3 separate regions of the Mus musculus genome follow, and regions 1 and 3 are each linked to region 2. A link is a contact called in public promoter capture Hi-C data. All regions are on one chromosome and are shown on one strand. The core of a region is the stretch at or near the end of the contact, and the rest is flanking DNA. Distances in the headings are between cores, read along the strand shown.

What was found. Promoter capture Hi-C pulls out the DNA fragments that hold promoters and counts their contacts.
Region 1: a promoter capture Hi-C map of liver shows a contact between it and region 2, with 4 times the contacts expected there. The contact joins the promoter of Pidd1 here to the promoter of Ifitm2 in region 2. A contact is called at or near these places in 8 of 39 promoter capture datasets (the C10 cell line, the HPC-7 cell line, embryonic stem cells and 3 more), 2 of 484 Hi-C or Micro-C datasets (LSK cells and embryonic stem cells), 2 of 115 datasets of contacts at active chromatin or transcription factors (embryonic stem cells and pancreatic cancer cells) and 2 of 9 other capture datasets (adipose tissue and liver).
Region 3: a contact with region 2 is called in a promoter capture Hi-C map of liver, with 2.1 times the contacts expected there. The contact joins the promoter of Irf7 here to the promoter of Ifitm2 in region 2. A contact is called at or near these places in 8 of 39 promoter capture datasets (the C10 cell line, the HPC-7 cell line, embryonic stem cells and 3 more), 2 of 484 Hi-C or Micro-C datasets (muscle stem cells and regulatory T cells), 3 of 115 datasets of contacts at active chromatin or transcription factors (embryonic stem cells, memory CD8 T cells and pancreatic cancer cells) and 2 of 9 other capture datasets (adipose tissue and liver).

Annotation. Positions count from the first base shown.
Region 1 is chr7:141,442,092-141,445,416 of GRCm38.p6, forward strand. It overlaps Pidd1 (p53 induced death domain protein 1), which reads right to left and starts at 1,934. Exons shown (of 16, transcript NM_022654.2): 1 at 1,878-1,934; 2 at 877-1,262; 3 at 60-473. The coding sequence starts at 1,186.
Region 2 is chr7:140,954,600-140,958,244 of GRCm38.p6, forward strand. It overlaps Ifitm2 (interferon induced transmembrane protein 2), which reads right to left and starts at 1,362. Exons shown (of 2, transcript NM_030694.1): 1 at 1,071-1,362; 2 at 240-574. The coding sequence starts at 1,316. The coding sequence ends at 386.
Region 3 is chr7:141,265,003-141,268,488 of GRCm38.p6, forward strand. It overlaps Irf7 (interferon regulatory factor 7), which reads right to left and starts at 1,422. Exons shown (of 10, transcript NM_016850.3): 1 at 1,388-1,422; 2 at 621-1,042; 3 at 375-537; 4 at 73-289. The coding sequence starts at 634.

The DNA.
Region 1 (3,325 bases), core at 684-3,183, 490 kb after region 2:
GTAGCTGAGAGTCGCTCAGTACTGGTTGGTGAAACAAAGCTGACACCGTAGCTACTCACCGAGGGAAGCTGGGAGACTCTGCAGCCGGTTGGAGGCCAGATTGAGCTCACTGAGGCTGCGCAGGTTTCCAATCTCAGAGGGTATGGTGTCTAGAAGGTTCTCAGAGAGATCGAGACGCTGAAGGGTGGACAGGGACCCGAGTGTTAGGGGTAGTCTTTCTAGGCGGTTGTGTGTCACGGTGAGGAAGGTAAGGGCGGGCAGTGCCCCCAGGGCCTCGGGCAGCTCTGAGAGATGGTTGTGAGAAAGCAGCAACGCATCCAGGCCGTGCAGTTCCGGGACACAGGTAGGCAGCGTCTCCAGCCTGTTGAAGCTCAGGTCTAGGTGAGCCAGGCAGGCCAAATCACTCAGGCCAGCAGGCAGAGTGGTCAGGGTTCCATGGAGGCAGGCACCCAGGGCACCCCGGCTCTGGCCACCTGGAAGTGGGGAAGACAGCTATAGCCCTCAAGAGTTGGAGTCTCCCCCATTCAGCGCTGTCAGAGAAAGCCTCCCTTTTAAGCCAGCCAGAGGGACAAAGAAGACACCAGCTCGTAGAAGCTGACAGCATCACCCCAGGAAAACTGGGATCTACAGAGACCCGGCTGGGCACATTCAGGGTTCTAGGCTCAGGAGACAGAGCCCAGCGAGCCTCACTTTGGGGGAGGAAGGTGATAGGGCTAAGGACAAGGGACAGTTGTGGGGTAGGGGTTCACACCTGATGTGCGGGGAGAAGAGAGGTTTGGAGTTAGGGCTGGGACAAGGATGGCCTTTGTGTCCAAGAAGTAGAGTCAAAGCTGGACAGAGATGAGGACAGGGTCAGGAAGGAGCAAGGGTACTCACCTTTGAGGACCAGGGAGCGAAGGCGCAGCAGACTCCACGGAACCTTGGCTAGGGTGTCATCCAGCAGCTGAGGGTCCTCATGGGTGCTGAGCCGCAAAAACTCCACTTGCAGCAGCTGTGGGGGCTGCTGGGAACACAGGTACTGTAGCCGATGGCAGCCCCCTGGGCGTAGGTCCAAGTTCAACTGGTTCCCAGCCGGGAGAAAAGGTGCTCCAGGCCCGGCATCCACAGCCTCCAAGGTGGATGTTGCAGCATCCTCTGCAGCAGCTGCAGTTTCCTCCGGCTCCTGCCCCTCCAACACTGCAGCCATCACCCATGGAAGGTCCTCGGGGACCAGACATGTCCCAGCTTGCCAAGCAAGCCTGCTTAGGCAAGGCTGATAGAAGCTGGAGAAGCAGGGGGAGGAGTAGGCTGTAGGGGACCAGCTCCCCCTCCAGGTCAGAGCAACAATAACTCAGCTTGGAAACCCGGGAGCTCTTGAGACCACCAGCCCAAGAACCCTGGGCACAAGGGGTAGTGAGTGGAGTGGTCACTGCAGCCCTACGGCTTGCATCTGTGCTGGATCCTTCTGCCTGGGAGGGGCACCAGGCAGGGCGACTCTGAACAGCATAGCTTGGAGAACTCTGCTTAGATCAAGGACAAGGAGAGGGTTTCCACCTCAATTCTGGAATCTGCCCAAGTGATCCCTGATCCCTACAGGGCTCTGGAAATAAGGACACACTTTCTATCTTCACACCCAAATGCATGGGGAGAACCCAGAACCTTCTTCCACTGCAGACGTTCACTGTGCCCGAGAGGGTCAGTAAACAGTGCGAAGGGGAGCCAAGAGGACTTTGGGGTTCTTGTGCTAGGGTCCCATATCGCGGTCCCTAGTAGACACTCTTGAGCCACAATTCCCAATTCACACCTCCGTCAAATGGGGAAAGCAGAGGGGGTCTCGGTAGGTGAGGAATCGCTTTGGTCCCGCCTCTGGAGCAAACTTCCCGCCTCCCATTGAGTACCTGCCACGCTGATCTCCCCGCCAGTCTAGGCGCGCTCTGTGCTGCCTTCCCGCCGGCGCGCTTCCGGGCGGGCCACCCGTCGGGCTCCGCCCCTCCGGGCTAGCCAGTAGGAATTCTCCGAGGTTCTTATGGCTCCTTCCTTTTCTGTTGTTCGCACTAAGGGAAGCCGGTGACCCGCAGGAAAACTTACACTTTCAGATCTCTGCAACCCCAGACCTGTGGTGGCACTGCATAGTCTGGGTCTCAAGTGCATTCTAAGACAGGAATTTTGGGTTAACAGAGTATTGTCACACTCCTTGCTAGAAGCTAGAACCTTGAATGCTGGCTTCCTGGGGGGAACCGCTCTAGGAAAGTAGTTCTCAGTCTGTAGGTCGCGACCCCTTTGACAAACTTATATCTCCAAAAGATATTTACACTGTGATTCATAACTAGCAAAATTACAGTGATGAAGTAGCAGGAATAATTTCATGGTTGGGGTCACCACATCATGGGAACTGTCAAAGCATTAGGAAGGTTGAGACTCAGAGTCTCCAGGACTTCCATCTCAGGCTTTGCAGTGAAGTCCAGCTTATTGGAGCTAACCATTGATCATTACTGTGGGCCAACTCCCTACCTAGGCAGTGAGTTGCCTGGCTTTTCCTCCCTGACTTAGGTGGGTCTCAACACAAACAAACTTGAGATAGAAGTTCTTGCCTGCTGGGCGTGGTGGGCACTTCTTTAATCCCAGCACTCGGGAGTTCGAGGCCAGCCTGGTCTACAAAGTGAGTTCCAGAACAACCAGGGCTATACAGAGAAACCCTGTCTAGAAAAACCAAAAAAGAACTTGCCTAAGTCCTTTAGTTGATTAATATTGAAGCCAACACCCAGAATCCTCAGTGGAGCTGGTGGACTGGAAATGACCAAGTGACTGTTCTACAGTCTAAGTGATGGGCAAGCTTCCTGCAAGGCCTCTCTGCTTCCATTCTAGCACCTGCCTCTTTCTCACTGTTTCCATAAAGGTGCCAGATGGTGCTTTATAAAAACCAGCCCCAGGGGCTTAGTCTAATTGTGCTCACCTCAAGTGCAGTGCCTTTCTGAGATGGGAGAACTGCTGCCCCGGGCTGCACAGCAAGACCTGTCTCAAAAGCAATCATCCTAGGAATATTCCTTAAGTTTATATTAATGAGCATGGTGGTATTTGCCTTTAATCTGCAAATGAGCTCTTCACCATTGAGCCATCTCTCCAGCTATTTTGGGTATTATTTTACAGTTAAAAAAAAAAAAATCACAGCCGGGCAGTGATGGCACACACCTTTAATCCCAGCACTTGGGAGGCAGAGGCAGGCGAATTTCTGAGTTGGAGGCCAGCCTGGTCTACAAAGTGAGTGCCAGGACAGCCAGGGCTACACAGAGAAACCCTGTCTCGAAAAACCAAAAAATAAAAATAAGTAAAATTCACGACAGTTGGT
Region 2 (3,645 bases), core at 112-2,611:
CTAGGCCGGAGCCTCCTTTGCCCAAAGTTCTGCACCCTTCCTGGGACCCCCGGGAGCACGGCCTCAGCGTTAGATGATCCTCGGATCCCCTCTGCCTGGATCAGGCAAAAACCCACAGGTCGGCTGCTGCCCATATCTGGAGACCAGAAGCCTGACAAGTTAACGACACTTGCTCTCCTCAGACAAAAAGGATGCAAGGTGAGCTCGGTACAGAACCAGAGAACAGTGAGTCACAGCCAGAGTTGCCACCCCGTGCACTTTATTGAATCCACTGTGGACAGATAGGTGAAGGTAACATTTGCATACGCGTAGGGTAAAGGGTCGAGGCTTGAGCCTGGGGGCGGGGCAGGGGCGGGGCAGATGTGGACCGTGGAGCACAGGGCAGCTAGAATCCAGAATGGGGTGTTCTTTGTGCAAAAGACTGAAAGACTACCACAGAGGTGGTAGAGAAAATAATGATGCAGATAATGACCATAAGGATGCTGAAGATCAGGGAGCTGATATTCAGGCACTTGGCAGTGGAGGCGTAGGCCTGGGCTCCAACCACATCGCCCACCATCTTCCTGTCCCTAGACTGAAGGAAATTAGATGTAAGGAGCCCTGGAGCTGGCCAGCTGAGAGCCAGGTGCTCTGGCTCCATTTCCCCAACTGCTCCCTGCCCACTGTCTCACTCCCTCCAGCCGGGAAACCCTCCCCTCTTTTCACACACACACAAACACAAACTATACAGTAAGCTCCAGCATTCGCTGCATACCTCACTTTCCACACAGATTAGGGCCCCAGTCTAAAGGGTGAAGGGGTGGGGAAAGTCTGGCCCCAGAATCCCCAGGCAGTTTCATCCTGTGACTATCAGAAAGTCTCCAACACCAGAGACAGACAGTGCGCGCGCGCGCGCGCGCGCACGCACGCACGCACACACACACACACACACACAAATAGGAAGGGTGCACACACACTTTCTTACAGAAAGGACCCCACACTCACACCTCGGTGCTATCTGAGTAGATGGCGCTTCAGGCTCACACACACCTTCTTACACCATTCCCTCCCACCCCCTCTAGCACACTCACCTTCACAGAGTAGGCATAGGCAACGAAGCCCAGGCAGCAGGCGTTGAAGAAGAGTGTATTGAACAGGGACCAGACCACATGGTCAGGCACCGACACCTCTCTGGGCATGTTGATCACGGTGGTCCTCACAACAGCTGAGTTGCTGGGTTCCCCCAGCTCAGTCACCCCGTACTCCTCTTTGATTGTCTCATAGCTTGGAGGAAGCCCGGCATTGGTGGACAAGAAGGCTTGAGAATTGTGGCTCATGGTACTGACTCTGGAACAATCGCCCCGTCTGGAGGATGGCTGCTGCTATCCTGGTTCTGTAGACCCGCCCTTTCTCTAGCAATTTCCTTTTCCTGTTGGTGGGTTAGTCTCCAGAGGGCCTTACTGTGGGGAATTGGCTGGATACTGAAGTGGGCGGTACTTAGGCCTTGAGTATCAAATTACTTCAGGACTAGTTGACTGTTGAGGTACCTCTGTATAAACTTCCAGGGATCTAGACTTGTCCCAGGGCTAAAACTTGTCTGAAGGTCTCCACCTCCTGCTTACAGTAGGCATACTAGAACTTCTCCCCAGATCTAGTCTCCCCAGCCCCCTGCTCTCACACCCCTGGTACATCCCTAAACCTGGCCTCACAGTGAGGGCCTCCTCTAAAAAACCCCAAGCACACACACCCCTAAACTAATCTGTTGCAGGTGGGGGCTGGGGAGATCTGCAACTCAATGTTTCTTTGGCTGTCAGTTGGGGAAGGAGGAGCCTTCCAGCACAGGGCCTGGATGCTCCTGGCTAGCTAGGGAAGGAAAATTCCAGTCACTTGGCTGCAGCCGGGGAGCTTATGGAAGGCAGATGTTTTCCTACCAGTTGCGAAACAGCCATTGCTAAAATGAAGCCTGTAGGAGTACGGCTACACAGGGAACTCCGAGTCTTTCCCGGCAGAAGCAGTGAGGGAACTGAGCGTCCTAGAAACAAGGGAAGTTCCCTGGTGGTGAAGGACACAAATCGTTTGACACTTGAACCCATTCAGTAACCTCACACCCCCACCCCCAGCACCCAAATTTCATCCCACAGGGCAGAATGGAGCAAGGAGGAGATCAGTGAGTCTAACTACAGAGCCCTTGTTCGCCTCTACTTGTACAACCATCACCATCGATCAGAGCCTCAAAAGCTGGAGCAGGTCACATGTCTGTAATCCCAGCACTTGGGAAAGGTCAGCAGGAGAATCAGTTCAAGGTCCAGCCTGGGCTACATGACAGCTTGTCTTAAATAAATGAATAAAAAGTAGTAAGTAAAAATTTTAAAAAAATGAACGAAAGGGGAACTCAACATTTCTTCTAGAAGAGGCACAATGGGTAACAGGCTCCACATTCTTGCTCATTAGCAAAATGCAGATCAAAGCCCCAGCAGCACACTGCTCATACCCATTAGGAAGCACTGTAGTTTAGAAGCAAAGAAACCACACCACTGATGCTGCAGGCTTTGCAGGCAGTGGGCAGATCGAAGCTACAACCCAGAATCCCACTTCTCGTGTGTAAGAGAATGAACACATGTCTATACGTATCCTGTATGCCTGTATCTCATGTCTACAGCAGCATTCGTAACGACAGGCAACAGACAGAGGTTAGATGTCTATCAACTGGCAAATGAAAAAGGAAAGCTCTGATATATGCTAAACCTGAATAAGCCTTATGAACAGCTCTCAGGTCAGAAGTAGGTGAGCAGCCTCCAGGGGCTAAAGGGAAAGAGGGTGGGGTAAGGTGTCTTTGTTATTGTTTGGTTTGGTGGTGGTGTGGGGGTTGTTCTTGGTTTTGTGTGTGTGTGTGTGTGTGTGTGTGTGTGTGTGTGTGTGTGTGTGTGTGTGTGTGTGTGTGTGAGAGAGATGAAAATCATTTTAGGGGAAAAGTCAGAGGTGGTAAGGTGTGGCTCTTTTTCCTAGTGAGCCCTGTGCATGTCCTCTCTGTCTCATCTCTGAGTGAATCTCACTTTTGAATGAAAGTGCCCCATAGGCTCACATGTTTGGATGCTTGGTCTCCAGTTAGGAGAACTGTTTGGGAAGGATCGGGAGGTGTAGCCTTGTTGGAGAAGGTGTGTCCCTGGGGATGGGCTTTGAGGTTTCAAAAGCTTATGTCAGGCCCAATCTCCTCTCTCTCTCTCTCTCTCTCTCTCTCTCTCTCTCTCTCTCTCTCTCTCTCTCTCTCTCTCTGTCACTCTCTGTCTGTGTCTCTCTCTCTCTCCCCCTGCTTTCCAGCTATAGCTTCAATACCATGTCTGCCTTCTTTCTGCCATGATGATCATGGGCTAACTCTCTACGACTGTAAGCAAACTTCTAATTAAATGTTTTCTTTTATGAGAGTTGCCTTGGTCATGGTGTCTTCACAGCAATAGAACAGTAACTAAGACACTGATCTTTCCCAAATCCAATCCAAATAGGCTAATTTAGCTAGGATCTCTTCCACCTTCATTAAAGAACTCAAAAGTCTCACTGTGGCATTGACCTAACCTAGAAAAGTCTCATATCTGAGCTTTAGCACCATTCATGAACTAACGAGTCTCACCCTCAGAATGCTGTTATAGCCAGGCTAACTTCCATGGCAGG
Region 3 (3,486 bases), core at 172-2,671, 310 kb after region 2:
AACCATTGAAACCACCAAAATGACAGAGGCCATGTACCTCCCTGGCCCATCCCTGTTTGTGGCACTGCTCACCAGTAGATCCAAGCTCCCGGCTAAGTTCGTACACCTTATGCGGATCAACTGGATCCCCTGAATTGTCTTGGCGCAAGATAAAACGCCCTGTGCTGTGGAGTGCACAGCGGAAGTTGGTCTTCCAGCCTCTTCGCTCTCTTCGCTCAGCAGCCTCAGCCTCTGGGGGTGGCAGGTTAACTCCACTAGGTGGCCACCTCCCTCGGGCCACAGCCCAGGCCTGAAGGAGAGGAGAGAGCATGGGTTGAGGCTGGATTCCCCCAGGAGTTCTGGCAGATTATAAAGAGGGCAGGACTGGGTACCACCTTGAAGATCTGTGCATCTTCTTCATCCAGATCCCTACGACCGAAATGCTTCCAGGGTACGCGGAAGACTGTGCGAGCCTCGTTCAGCCACTGCAGCCCCTCGTACTGGCCGCTGCTGACCTCCCCCAATAGCCAGTCTCCAAACAGCACTCGCTGGACCCCCCTGCAGGCAGAGCAGCCACGCTGGGGTTAGGGCTAATGTAAGGGACACAGGACCCAATACAACCAGGGTAGACATGTTCTCACCTCACTTCAGCCATTGCTCCGTCTACACAGGCAGTCTGGGAGAATCAAAGTAGATGCTACTACTCTGTGATGCCTTGTAGTCACTGGAGCAGTCAGCTATTGCAAATAAGGCCCCTTGGGTGCCTCTATGGTTTTAGGTTGTAGCCACAGATAGTGTGACCAAGTTTCACAAATGTGTTTTAAACGTTACAAGTGTTGGTAACAGGTAGGAATTTCAGTTTCACAAGTGTGACCCAGGTATTAGGGTGTTGAGGGTCACAGATGAGGTTTGAGAACTTGTGGTCACCTAGGTTCAGAACTCAGTGTAGATTCCTCTGCCAAGGTGGCTGTAGATGTGACTACAGATGTAGCGGGAGCGCACACGTGATGTCACAGGTGTTAATCCAGCGTCCGAGCCTGGATGGGCTGTCACAGGCTGGACCCTGCGAAGACACAAAAGGGGCGGGCCCAGACGAGTAAAACGAAACTGCATCTCAGGAAAATGAAACCTAAACAGTCTAAACAGCGCCCGGTAGCTGCTGGCTTCCCGCTGTCTCCACTGTCTCCATGCCTACCAGTGCAGTCCTCAAACTACACCCGACCCTTACTCAGATCCCAATCCCTGCAGACCCAATTGCAAATCCTGCCGGGACGTCTGCCCTCCTGTTTCCCCCGAGCTTCTCTTCACTGCCCTTCACTGATCACTCACTACTCTGTAGAGGGGACAAGAATTTCCCCTGTGGCACTAGCTCACCTCCCTCCCCGAGTGGCCCAAGAGTCCCACATACCTGGTACCGGAGCCGCCGGGACGGGTTTTATCTCAGTGAAAAGGAGGGTGCCAGTGCTTTTATAGTACTTCGGGCAGAGGCGGGGCAGAGCCCAGGCAGGGTGTGGCTTAAGGGCTCCAGACGTCACTAGGGTGTCACTAGTTTGTAGCACTCAATTGCAAATCCTTCCCTCCTGTTCCCCCCCCACCCCCCAGCTTCTCTTCACTGCCCTTCACTGATCACTCTCTCAGATTCAGTCTTCCAGGCTCTTTGTAGATTCAATGAGAGAGGCTGACCCTGCTTTGGACAGAACAGCCATGTCTTGGAGGACAGTAAGAATAGTAAGTAGGTGGAGGTCTATCTGCCAGGCTCAGCCCCTGGTGGAAGTGTGGGAAAGGTCTTTCCCCAGGACCTCTTCAGGAAAGCACATTGGGACAAGGCAGGGATACCCACAACAGTCAGTAGGTTTTGTTTGTTTATTTGTTTTGTTTAGCTGGCTGAAAAAAATCTTAGAAAGTGGAGTCTAAAGAGAGACTATGGTACAATTTGGCTTAACACTGAGAATGGTACAGATAAGAATATACCATCTGGGGGCTGGTGAGATGGCTCAGCAGGTCAGAGCACGACTGCACTTCTGAAGGTCCTGAGTTCAAATCCCAGCAACCACAAGGTGGCTCACAACCATCCGTAACAAGATCTGACTCCTTCTTCTGGTGTGTCTGAAGACAGCTACAGTGTACTTACATATAATAAATAAATAAATCTGAAAAAAAAAGTAAACTGGGCATGGTGGTGCACGCCTTTAATCCCAGCACTTGGGAGGCAGAGGCAGGCAGATTTCTGAGTTCGAGGCCAGCCTGGTCTACAAAGTGAATTCCAGGACAGCCAGGGCTACACAGAGAAACCCTGTCTCAAAAAACAAACAAACAAAAAACAACAACAACAACAACAAAAGTATACCATCTGGGAAGAATATACCATCTGGACAGAGGTTGAAGCAGAAGGATTGAGGCCAACCTGTGTTATAGAGTAAGACCCTGGAAGCTGAAGAGGCAGCTCAATAGTTAAGAGCCCTGGCTGCTCTTCCAGAAGTCCTCAGTTCAATTCCCAGCAACCATACGGTGGCTCACAACCATTTTTAATGGGACCTGATGCCCTCTTCTGGCACACAACTAAATATATATAATATATCTCCACAGTCAAGGGTTGTGTCCATCCTTCTTCAGAGAATCTTTTGTTTTGTTTTGTTTTGTTTTTGTTTTTTGAGACAGGGTTTCTCTGTGTAGCCCTGGCTGTCCTGGAACTCACTCTGTAGACCAGGCTGGCCTCAAACTCAGAAATCCACGTGCCTCTGCCTCCCAAGTGCTGGGGTTAAAGGCGTGCGCCACCCACCATACCTGGCCAAAGAAGCTTCTTATTGCAGTGGGTAGACCTTTAGGGAAGGGGGTGTCCTTTATTCAGTGATTAAATTGTCCTTGTTCCAGCTGGGTCAAGAAGCTAGAACTAAGAAATAGCTTAGTGGTTAGGGGCACGAACTGCTCTTCCTAGACAACAGGGGTTCAAATCCAGCACCCACATGGCAGCTCACAACTGTAACTCCAAAATTTGACACTGTCACATAGACATGCATGTAGATCATACACTGATACACATAAAAGTAAAAATTTAAAAACACCAAAACCAAACAAAACATTTAAATAGAAACTAGTTAAACTCAGAGGGATACTGAGAAGACGGAAAAGGAGGAAGGGGACTTGTTAAGAAGGCTTCCAACAAGGGGGAAAGAAAATGACAAGGGAGACTGGGGCATGGAAATCACCAGCCGAAATGAAAGTCAAAAGATACATTGTATGTATAAATGCATAAAACTGGATATTTAAAAGTATTCAGGGCTGGAGAGATGGCTCAGTGGTCAAGAGCACTGACTGCTTCACCAGAGGTCCTGAGTTCAATTCCCAGCAACCACATGGTGGCTCACAACCACCTGTAATGGGATCTAATGCCCTCTTCTGGTGTGGCTGAAGACAGTTATAGTGTACTTATATAGATAAGATAAATAAATAAGTCTTTTTAAAAAAAATAAAAGCATTCAAATACTTTGGAAAGGAGTTCAGGGTCAC